2 separate regions of the Sus scrofa genome follow, and region 2 is linked to region 1. Evidence: chromatin contacts called from public promoter capture Hi-C data. All regions are on one chromosome and are shown on one strand. Each heading gives the region's core, a stretch centred on a gene start, on an enhancer-like site or on the middle of the called end of the contact. The rest is flanking DNA. Distances are from core to core; before and after follow the strand shown. Region 1 holds the start of SLC7A5 (a long non-coding RNA gene). Region 2 holds the start of MAP1LC3B (microtubule associated protein 1 light chain 3 beta).

Region 1 (5,267 bases), core at 811-3,310:
GCTGGCATGTTGGGGGGGCCGGGTTTGACTGGTGGGATGTGGAAAGTCCAAATGACATGCCCTGGGAGCCCCCGGGGGCTCAGGGGGTTAAGGACCCAGCGTTGTCACCGCTGTGGCTCTGGTTACTGCTGTGGTGGGGGTTCGATCCCTGGCCTAGGAACTTCTTCATGCCACGGGCACAGCCAAAACAAACTAGCAACACTAATGGCTCACCCTGGCTAAACTCCCCTGAGATGGGACTCTAAATTCTTTCCCTGTGTGCATGTCAGCTTAATCCACAAGTATTTCTTTCTTTCTTCTTCTTCTTTTTTTTTTGGTCTTTTTAGGGCCACACCTGTGGAGGTTCCCAGGCTAGGGGTCCAATCAAAGCTGTAGTTGCCAGCCTACATCACAGCCACAGTAACTCGGGATCCAAGTCGTGTCTGCGACCTACACCACAGCTCATGGCAACGCCAGCTCCTTAACCCACTGAGCGAGGCCAGGGATCTAACCCGCATCCTTATGGATGCTAGTCTGGTTTGTTAACCACTGAACCACGACGGGAATGCCAATCAGCAAGTATTTCTCATCCTTTCCTGCTTCTAAGCCGGAAATGATTGGGTTTCCTGCACGTCCTCTTCTGATTCTGACCACTAGTACCTGGCCACACTTCCTATCCAGAAATCTGGAGTTCTTTAAGAATACGGCTCAAGGAGTTCCCGTCGTGGCGCAGCGGAAACGAATCCGACTAGGAACCATGGGGTTGCAGGTTTGATCTGTAGCCTCGCTCAGTGGGTTAAGGATCTGGCGTTGCCATGAGTTGTGGAGTAGGTCGCAGACGTGGCTCGGATCTGGCGTTGCTGTGCCTGTGGTATAGGATGGCAGCTATAGCTCCAATTAGACGCCTAGCCTGGGAACCTCCATATGCTGTGGGTGGGGCCCTAAAAAGACAGAAAAGACCAAAAAAAAAAAAAAAAAAAAAGAAAGAAAGAATAAGGCTAGAGCCCCTTCATCTTGCAGCCTACCTTTGGATATTCCAGCTAGATGTGGGGGAGGGGTTCTCACCGTGCTCCTCCAGGGAATCCCTGCTTTATCAATTTAGCTAAGCTTCTGCAGATTCCTGGTTTTCCAGCACCTCTGTCGCTGTTTCTCCAAGCCGCGCCCTGGATGCTGCTCTTTGGCAAGGAGGTTTCCCTTGGGATAAACATGGGAATTTCGGAGCCCAGGAATGAGCTCCCATGAGGCCTCCAGCGCTTCCCCCTTCTCTGAGTTCAGGACCCCAGGCCCAACCTGGAGCTTCCTCCAGGGGCTCCCGCTCAGTTCTGATCATTTTCATAGCGCCCAAGCCCCTAGGATGAGCAGATCCTATCACCTCAGGAACAGGAAGCCAGAGCCACACCGGGCCTGGGCACACTCCAGGGGGCAGGCAGGTCTTCTCTGAGCCCCAGAGCCTCCCCAAATCCCACCCATCCTGTGCTGTGGCCTCAGGTTGGCCCTGCCTTATCGCCCAGGCCCACACTGCAGCATCGAGGTCCCTGGGTGCTTGCTCTGGGCCACTGAGGGAGCCGGTGAGGAGGGCAAGGTGCCTGGCCCTCCACGTGCACGAAGCGCTGCGGGTACCCGTCCGCCAGGCTCGGTGGGACGCGGTCAGCACGCTCCACTTGCGAGGAGCCGGGCTGGGGTCCTCCGGTACACCGCGGGGCCAGGACCATCCGCGTCCGCCAGGTTCGGGGACGCGGCCGGGGCTCTCCACGTGTGGGGCACCGGCCTGGGTCTCCCGGGACCGCGCGGGACCGGGACGGCCCGCCACGCTTGGCTGCACGCGGTCGGCGCGCTCCACACGGGGAACCGGCCGAGGCCTCCGGGGAGCACTTGGGGCCCAGATCGCGAGCCAGCCGCGGCCGGACAGAGTCTGCACGCTCCACCTGCGGGACTGAACCACCGAGCCGGCCGACCGACCGCGGGCAGGGCGGCTGGAGGCGAGGGGCGGGGCGCGCCGCGCAGGCGGGGCTTGGGGCGGGGCCTGGCGGGCGGGGCGGGGCCGGCGGCGGCGTATAAAGGGCGGCGGCGCAGCACGGGCTGACGCAGCGGCTTGGCGGCAGCGCCGTGGGAACCGGCTGTCTCCAGTGGGCGGCGCGCTCCCGGTGTCCGGCCCCAGCCCCAGCCCCGGCCCCGCCCTCGCCCTGCCTGGCTCGCGCGGCAGCATGGCGGGCCCCGGCCTGAAGCGGCGCCCGCCGGCGGCTCCCGCGGCGGCCACAGAGGAGGAGCGCCAGGCGCGGGAGCGGATGCTGGCCGCGCGGCCGGCGGAGGGTGAGGGCGTGACCCTGCAGCGCAACATCACCCTGCTCAACGGCGTGGCTATCATCGTGGGCACCATCATCGGCTCGGGCATCTTCGTGACGCCCACCGGCGTGCTCAAGGAGGCGGGCTCGCCCGGGCTGGCGCTGGTGGTGTGGGCCGTTTGCGGCGTCTTCTCCATCGTGGGCGCGCTCTGCTACGCCGAGCTGGGCACCACCATCACCAAGTCTGGCGGCGACTACGCCTACATGCTCGAAGTGTACGGCTCGCTGCCCGCCTTTCTCAAGCTCTGGATCGAGCTGCTCATCATCCGGCCCTCCTCGCAGTACATCGTGGCGCTCGTCTTCGCCACCTACCTGCTCAAGCCGCTCTTCCCCACCTGCCCGGTGCCGGAGGAGGCCGCCAAGCTCGTGGCCTGCCTATGCGTGCGTGAGTACCGGCGGGGGGAACCTGGGGACGCGGGGAGGGGGAGCCGAGATCGCCGCGCGCCCGCGTCCCCGCTGTCCCCGCACTCCTGGACCATCCCCAGGCCGCCTCCGGCCATCCCCCCCATCCCCTGTTCCAGGCCGACCCCGCAGTTTTAGACCTAAGGGCCCTGGGCCCAGAACCCACGTGCGTTTCATTCATTCGTCTCCACCTCGCCTGGAATTCCGCAGAGAGAGCCAGTAGGTCCCCGCCTCGCGCCTCTGGCCGTAACTCGGCTTAGTCCGTCAGAGGCCTTGGAGCGGAGTAATACCCTGTCTGATTGCAAGGCACCCACGTGGAGCGTCTGAAAAGCGAATTTCCTGTCTGAGTTCCCAAATGCTTACTGTTTGTCTAGAGCGGTCGTAGTTTTTTTTAAAAAAGCATTCAAACCAGCTTATCAAGAAAGGCTGACTCATACAAAAACCAATAGTAATAAAATTCTGTGTGGGCAGTGAATGAGCTGCACGTTTAGGCAGCACCGTGGAGTCTCCTGAAGGTTGCCTAGTGACTGGTGGAGGAGGGGTGCTTGGCTGCAGCTTACATGTGGGTGGTGGGGGGCTAGGTTTGGGGTCCCAGGTTGGGCCGAAAGCAGCCATCAGGTGTAGCCCTAACGTTGGTGGGTAAGGTCCCAGAATGCTGGTGGGCTGTCTTCTCATGGGATTTCAGGGAAGAAAATCTTTTGTACTAAAAGACATGTGATTTCCTTATCTTTTCTTTGTTTGGGGGCCTCTGGCAGTTTTGCCCCTACCCCTCCGCCAACTTGCTTGCAAGGTGGAAGTGTCCTGCTTTCAGAGCTGCCACCCGCTTTGAGGCTCTGCCCCAAGCTTGGTGGTGCTGGCAGGGCTGGTGTGTGGTTTCCGGATCGAGACACGGGACAGTGTAATCAGTTGGAGCAGCTCCTGGTACTGTTGGGGCTCTGGAGCATAAGTTCAGCGTGTTGCTGGGGACAGGGCAGTTGGGGGGACGGGGGTGTCCCAGAGCTCTGAGGCACACTCCGGAAAGTGGTGACCCCAGGAGGCCTGAGACCCTGGTGGCAGCCACACCAGGGAGGGCACATTTTGCCTTTTGAGGCCTCTCAGAAATGAGGATTCCACTTAGAAAAACCTTTGGGCCACGTCTAGGAATAGCCGTGGCTATAGGCGATCTGCCTGAGGACTGGGGAACCTGAGACGTCTGGAGGGCTTTTGAGAGGATGCTTTGGGCTGAGTCCGAGAAAGCCCCTCTGGCTTGATCTGTGTCACTCCCATGTTTGTCCTTGCTAGGTCCGATTTAAAGTCTCAGCCTGGAGGATCTCGACCTAACACTGTGCTTACAGGGCCAGCTCTCTAGTCTCGAAAAATGGATCCTGTACTTACAAAAACTTTGAGTTTAAGCAGGTAAAGCCTCGGAAGAATTCTGCAGGGGCTGCAGGGGGTACATCCTGCCCAGCACTCTGCCTCCAGCGGGGAGGTCACGTGAATGGCAGCCCTTGTGGTGGGACCCTGGGTGACATTCTTCCTGTCCTCTTGAGCCTGTGGAGCTCTTTTCCTCTGAAACCCCACGTGTCTGTGTGTGTGCGTTGCTTCTCCTGAGGGGAAGATTTTCGGTAACAAGGGCGATGCTGTCTGCAAGACTGAGCACTTGTACGGGGTCTGGCGTGGGGTGGGGGGCACATGGCCGGAACAGCTGCTCTCCCTTGGGCACAGAGAAAGGTCCAGGGAGGGGGCCTGCCCTTGGGGGCCACGGAGAAGGCAGTGCAAAGCCATGGGAGTTTCTGAGTGTTGTTTCTTGCACACAGACTGGGTTCTAGAACCTCTGAGAGGAGAAGGGGTCCTCTGTACCCCCAGCCAGCAGCCCGCGTGTGCTGGGTGCTGGAGCCAAGCTCCGGTGTGGCTGCTTGATGGCTTCTGTCCTCTGGGCTGGCCCAGGACGGCGGCTCTCTGTTCATCGCAACTGTGCTTGGCTTTGGTGGTTAGAATGAGCCTGCTGGTGACATAAATGGGCGAAAATCCCTTTTCTTGGAGGTCTGACATAGAAATGATGGAAAGGGGCCCTGTCACGGTGTGTCCCTGGTGTTTGCACGTCTTTAACGAGTCCCGAAGGGGGGAGATTCTAGGTCCGTAATGCCTTCCCACTGGCCTGGGAGTTTGGTGGAGTCTAGGTTTACATGGATCATGAAACTGCTTACTGGTACCGTTTGTTTGAGATGTGGGGGACGCCAGGCTGGTCTTTGCGGCAGAGCTGAGGTTCTTGCTGACCTGAGTCCTGGTCCAGTTTATCCAACCTCTCTGGCTGTCTCTCTGTGGGTCTGGTGGGATCTGGAGAGGCTGGGGGCAGGTGCCACAGAGAGGACGGGCCCCAGGGCAGGCATGTGGAGCCACTGTGGTTCCGAAACACAGCTGTGACCTGATCCAGTCCTGTATCTCTCGGAGAGGCTCTTAAAAGAAGGTTTGAAGGGGCTCCCTTTGCCCTCTGCTCAGTCGGAGCCTGTCTCCATGGCCCAGGACAGGTAGGTGAAAGGACAGTGGCTGCAGACCGGGTGCCCC
Region 2 (5,276 bases), core at 2,040-4,539, 400 kb after region 1:
TCCGATTAGACCCCTAACCCGGGAATCTCCATGTGCCATGGGAGCGGCCCTAGAAAAGGCAAAAAAGACAAAAAGAAAGAAAGAAAAAACAAAATAATTTGCTCAAATGCAACTTCTGAAGTTAATAAAATTTTTCAAAACATTTGCAAGAACACACGATGCCTCTTGACTCAGTGTTGGTCACTTCATGTACTGGAAATGACGGCTGCCTACTGGAGGACTCAAGAATTAACATCAGAATGCTGCAAGTCCAGACTCTGCCACTAGGTGGACCACGATCTTCCCCTCTCAGGGCCCCACCCAGTTGCTTTGGCTACAAAAGGAAGTAGTTGTTTAGGGTAAGCCCCAAATCCACCCTTACGACGACGACCCCTTTCCACCTTGGTAGAATATATCACAGCAAAGCTACATGCAGTTTTAATTAAGCTGTATTGCTCAAGCGAACGTTACAACCTAAGCTCAAGCTTAGGTTATACAAAAAAGGAATCTCCAAAGAACTGATTTCTCTCACTCTGCTACAAACCTCTGAAATGGTCACTGCTCATTACCATAACCCAAAGCAAGGAAAGGCAGTAGCCATTAAATGATGGTTTTTTTTTTTTCCTTCTTTTTTTTTTTTTTTTTTTGGCTGCCCCTTCAGAAAGTTCCCAGGCCAGGGATCAAACCTGCTCCACGGTATCGACCCAAGCCACAGTAATAACAATGCATCAATGGATCCTTAACCCACTGAGCTACCAGGGAACTCCTGGTAACACTTTTCTGCAAAATGACTATTTAAAAGCCCATTAAAAAGGTTGGGGCGGAGTTCATGGCGCAGTGGTTAACAAATCCGACTACGAACCACGAGGTTGTGGGTTCGATCCCTGGCCTTGATCAGTGAGTTAAGGATTTGGGTGTTGCCATGAGCTGTGGTGTAGGTCGCAGATGAGGCTCAGATCCCCGGATCCCGCATTGCTCTGGCTCTGATGTAGGCCGGTGGCTACAGCTCCAATTAGACCCCTAGCCTGAGAACCTCCACATGCTGCGGAGTGCAGCCCTAGAAAAGGCAAAAAGACCAAAAAAAAAAAAAAAGGCTGGGGCAGGAGTTCTTCAGGCAATCAAAAAAGGGAGGGGGGGATAATCCTAGAGTTCATCACAAGAAGAAAATTTTCCTTTTTAATTTTATCTATGAGAAGATGGATGCTAGCTGAATCTATTATAGTAGTTATTTCTCAACACATGTAAACCAAACCACTACGCTGTATACATTAAATTTTCACAGCGATGAATGTCATTTTCATCAGAGTAGGAAAAGGGAAAAGACAAAACTAGGGGGAAAAAAAGGAGGGGTGGGAGGAAAGGTGAACCAAGAGGGAAGCCCACAAATACAGTATATGTAAGATACCCAAACAGAGGAAAAAAAAAGAGGGCATTCCTGCCAGGTGATCCTCGAGGTTACAGCTCCCGGTGAAGTCCTTCTAATTCATTATTTTATTCTCATTCTCACTCTTAATTCTAGTTAGTCTCACTTTTCCTACTCTTCTTACCCACTCTTCTTCAGAGATTTTTCTAGATAGCCTAAAAATATGCTAAGCAAAAAAAAGGAACTACAGGAATTTCTCCTGTGGTGCTGGGTGTTAAGAATCTGGTGTTGCCACAGCTGTGGTAGAGGTTCAATCCCTGCCCAGGAACTTGCACATGCTGTGGGTGTAGCCAAAAAAAGAAGAAAAAAAAAAAAGGTAATTAGAGGTTCAGCCATGCACAATGGGCATCTTCCCCATACTAATGTCCCCAGTTAACTTTCAATGCCAGTGTCAGTGAGGAAGGAAGCCAGATACGATGGCAAATCTACTCCAAGTGGTGCCTTCAGGACTGCACAAAAAATAATATTCACGAATGTCTGCTTAGTTGGCGAAAGTCACTAAAGAGAAAATTTCTTCAAAAAAACAAAAAACAACACAACCTGTCTCAGCCTTGTAACCAATCAACTGCCTCAAGAGGCTGAAAGGCTACCCTGGGCAGGTGCAGGTCGTGGTGAATCTCATTTACTGGAGCTTCTCAGGCACAAGAAATGAAGTCATTATCCATCATTATCTCGTTATCAATAATGAGATCGACAAAACCATCTCCAAACTCAAGGGAACGCTCAGCTCTTGAGACTCTGGGCAAGTGGACCGTCGCAGAGGAGCAGTATCGCTGCTCAAGATCCTACAGCAGATTAGATTAGGGCAGGAAACTCACGGCGACAAGGCAGGAAGGAAGGCTGGTCCCGCCCGACTCCACCTGGCTTCCCAGAGCTGCGACAAACAAGCCCCACACATGGACATCCAGGGACGCCGCGGTGTTATTGCAGAACTGACCCCACGTGCTTAAAAGGAGGAGTAAGCATTGCACGGGTATGACTACCCATCACTTCCTTCCCATGGCTCTGTGCGCAGGAGTAAATACTGCGATGGCACTGCTACTTTCAGTGTCCATCGAGGGCCTGTAACCTAAGTGGCGATTCTACCCGAACCGGGAGAGAACCGCTTCGCTGCGGTGTCACAGAATGCTGTCTGTCGCGGGCCAGGTAGAAAAGCCACCCACCCTGGCCCGGGTGCCCCAAACAGGATCCAGTCGGGGCTGCCCGGGAAGGGGCGGGCGCGAGGACGGCGGCCTCGGAGTCGCTCCTCTCCGCCGAGGCCCAATGTGCTCAGGTTCCACGCGCGACCCTCACCTGAGGGGCGGCTCAGCAGGAGACGACTTCCTTGCACACTCGGTGCCACCACTTCAGAGTACGGGCGCCAGCCGGGGCCCGGGCCAGCCGCCCCCACAAGACGACCCTCCCGGGCACGGCGCGGCCTGGTCGTAGGGGCCGTCAAGGGCCGGAGGGCCCAAGTGGGTGCGTGTCACAGGCTGCCCGGGGCCAAGAGGTGATTCAGCAGCGCCGCGTCTCGGCGCCCTCGGCCCCGGGCCCCGGGCCCCGCCGCCCCGCCGCTCCTCGGCCCCCAGGCCGGGCCCTCCGGCCGTCCCCGCCTCAGCCCCGCAACGCTCGGCGCCCGCTTCGGCCCCCCAGCGCCCCGAGGCCCGGCAGCCCTCGGCCGGTCTCCGCCTCCGGAGCCCCCCCAGCCCCCGGCCTTCTGTCGGCGGCCGGCCCGCGGCACCCACCGAAGGTTCGGCGCTGTTTGAAGGTTTTCTCGGACGGCATGTCGCGGCAGGCTGGGCGGCGGCGAAGCGGAGTATCCTGCGATTCCAAGAGGCGGTGGCAGCGGTGGCGGCTCCGACACTGGCGACAGCAGCTTCTCTTGTGTCTCCTCAGCCCGTAGCCGCGTCAGGTGACCCGCGCGGCGTCCCGGGAGGCGGGGCAAGGGGCGGGCCGACGCCGCCGCCATGGCGGGTGTGGCGGAAGGGGGCCCCGCGAGTCGCCTGGGGAAGGGGCGAGGCGCGGGCGCGGTGGGGAGCGTCCCGTGCGCATGCGTACGCGCTGGCCATGGGAGCGGGGACGGACGCGCGCGCCGCGAACACGCGCGGTGTTGGCCCTTCTTCTGTTCCTGCGGGGATCACTGTCGAGAAAAATGTCTCCCCCTGAAAATAAGGGAGCGTTGTGCCCCTGCCTCTTGAGAGCTCATGTCTAGGAGCTGCTGGTTCTTTCTTTGCCGCTGGCTTTCCTCATCAAGCACATCGCAGTTTTCTTTTCTTCTTAAAGGAAACTGTCCACTTAAAGACACATTGTTCCAACTACGAAAAGAACCACAGCGGCATTATTTCAGGTTATGGTCAGTGGAGTCCGGCCTTGGAGCCTGTGATTTCTGGATGCCCCAGAGCGCTGGGATTTCTGTTGTCAAGTAAGTAAGCCATTGGCAGCACCTGCACTGACCAGGCAACGTTCATTGCCTTTCACTCACCTCTGTGGCTTTTTTTTTTTTTGTCTTTTTGCCATTTTTTGGGCGGCTCCTGCGGCATATGGAGGTCCCCAGGCTAGGGGTCCAATCGGAGCTGTAGCCGCCGGCCTACACCACAGCCACAGCAACCCGGGATCCAGAGCCGCGTCTGCGACCTACACCGCAGGTCACAGCAATGCCGAATCCTTAACCCACGGAGCAAAGCCAGGGATCGAACCCGCAACCTCATGGTTCCTAGTCGGATTCGTTAACCACTGCGCCACGGCAGGAACTCCTCACCTGTGTTGTATTGAAGGACGATTTCCCAGTTACCTTGAATAAGTAACCATTTCCTGGGTCTCAGCGTCATTTGCAAAAGGGCAACAATATTTTTAAAACTCCCAAGTGTTTTCTAAGAAGCTAATGAAAGTGGCGTGATAAAATATAGATGACTATCAATATTTAGTTATGAAATTGTTATTGCCCATCTCAAACATCTGATAAATATGTATCTATGAACATCACTTTATTCTTTCGCTGTTTTTGCTCTTTAATATTGCCAATGAAATTAATCAATGAACAATAAATAGTAAGAATAGAAAAAAACTTTTATTTGACCCAAACTGAGGACTAGCCCAGAAGCCTGCTTCCCAGATTACTCTGAGGAGCTGCTCCAGAGAAGCAGGGTTTTAGCGTAGTTTTTTATCTTGCCTGCACAAAGAACATTAAACAAGTCAGGGTTTCTAAAAAAGAACATTCGAGCATATACACAGCAAGTCAGCATAGTCTCGAACCTGGGAAGGGACTCATTATCAAAGGAAGACCAGCCTTGGTGTCCCAGAAGAAGAAGCATTTAATCCTTATTTTTTATATTCTTTTTTTTTTTTTTTTTTTGCTTCTTAGGGCTGTACCCATGGTATATGAACATTCTCAGGCTAGGGGTTGAATCAGAGCTACAGCTGCTGGCCTACACCGCAGCCACAGCAACGTGGGATCTGAGCTGCATCTGTGACCTACACCACAGCTCGAGGTGATGCTGGATACCCAACCCACTGAGCAAGGCCAGGGATGGAACCTGTATCCTCATGGATCCTAGTTGGATTTGTTGCCACTGAGCCACAACGGGAACTCCCATTTAATCTTTGTTTTTAACATGGACATTCTTTATTTCCGGTCAATGTACCCTTTTCTTTAATAATTAAAGCAGATGTACAATGTGTGTTTGCCAGGCCACAAACGGCCGATATTAGTTGGTATAGACTTAACTCATACATAAGCCAGAATGACTTCCCTATATCTCAATATGTTAAAATGTTTTTTTGTTTTCTGGTGCTTTTTTTTTTTTTTGTCTTTTGTCCTTTTTAGGGCCACACCCGAGGCATATGGAGGTTCCCAGGCTGGGGTCTAATCCGAGCTGTGGCTGCCGGCCTACACCAC

Evidence for each region. Promoter capture Hi-C pulls out the DNA fragments that hold promoters and counts their contacts.
Region 2: a contact with region 1 is called in a promoter capture Hi-C map of fetal liver, with 3 times the contacts expected there. The contact joins the promoter of MAP1LC3B here to the promoter of SLC7A5 in region 1. A contact is called at or near these places in 1 of 5 promoter capture datasets (fetal liver) and 1 of 2 datasets of contacts at active chromatin or transcription factors (alveolar macrophages).

What each region holds. Positions count from the first base shown.
Region 1 is chr6:1,543,880-1,549,146 of Sscrofa11.1, forward strand. It overlaps SLC7A5 (a long non-coding RNA gene), which reads left to right and starts at 2,061. Exons shown (of 10, transcript XR_002344446.1): 1 at 2,061-2,706.
Region 2 is chr6:1,937,780-1,943,055 of Sscrofa11.1, forward strand. MAP1LC3B (microtubule associated protein 1 light chain 3 beta) reads right to left here and starts at 3,290. Exons shown (of 4, transcript NM_001190290.1): 1 at 3,127-3,290. The coding sequence starts at 3,166.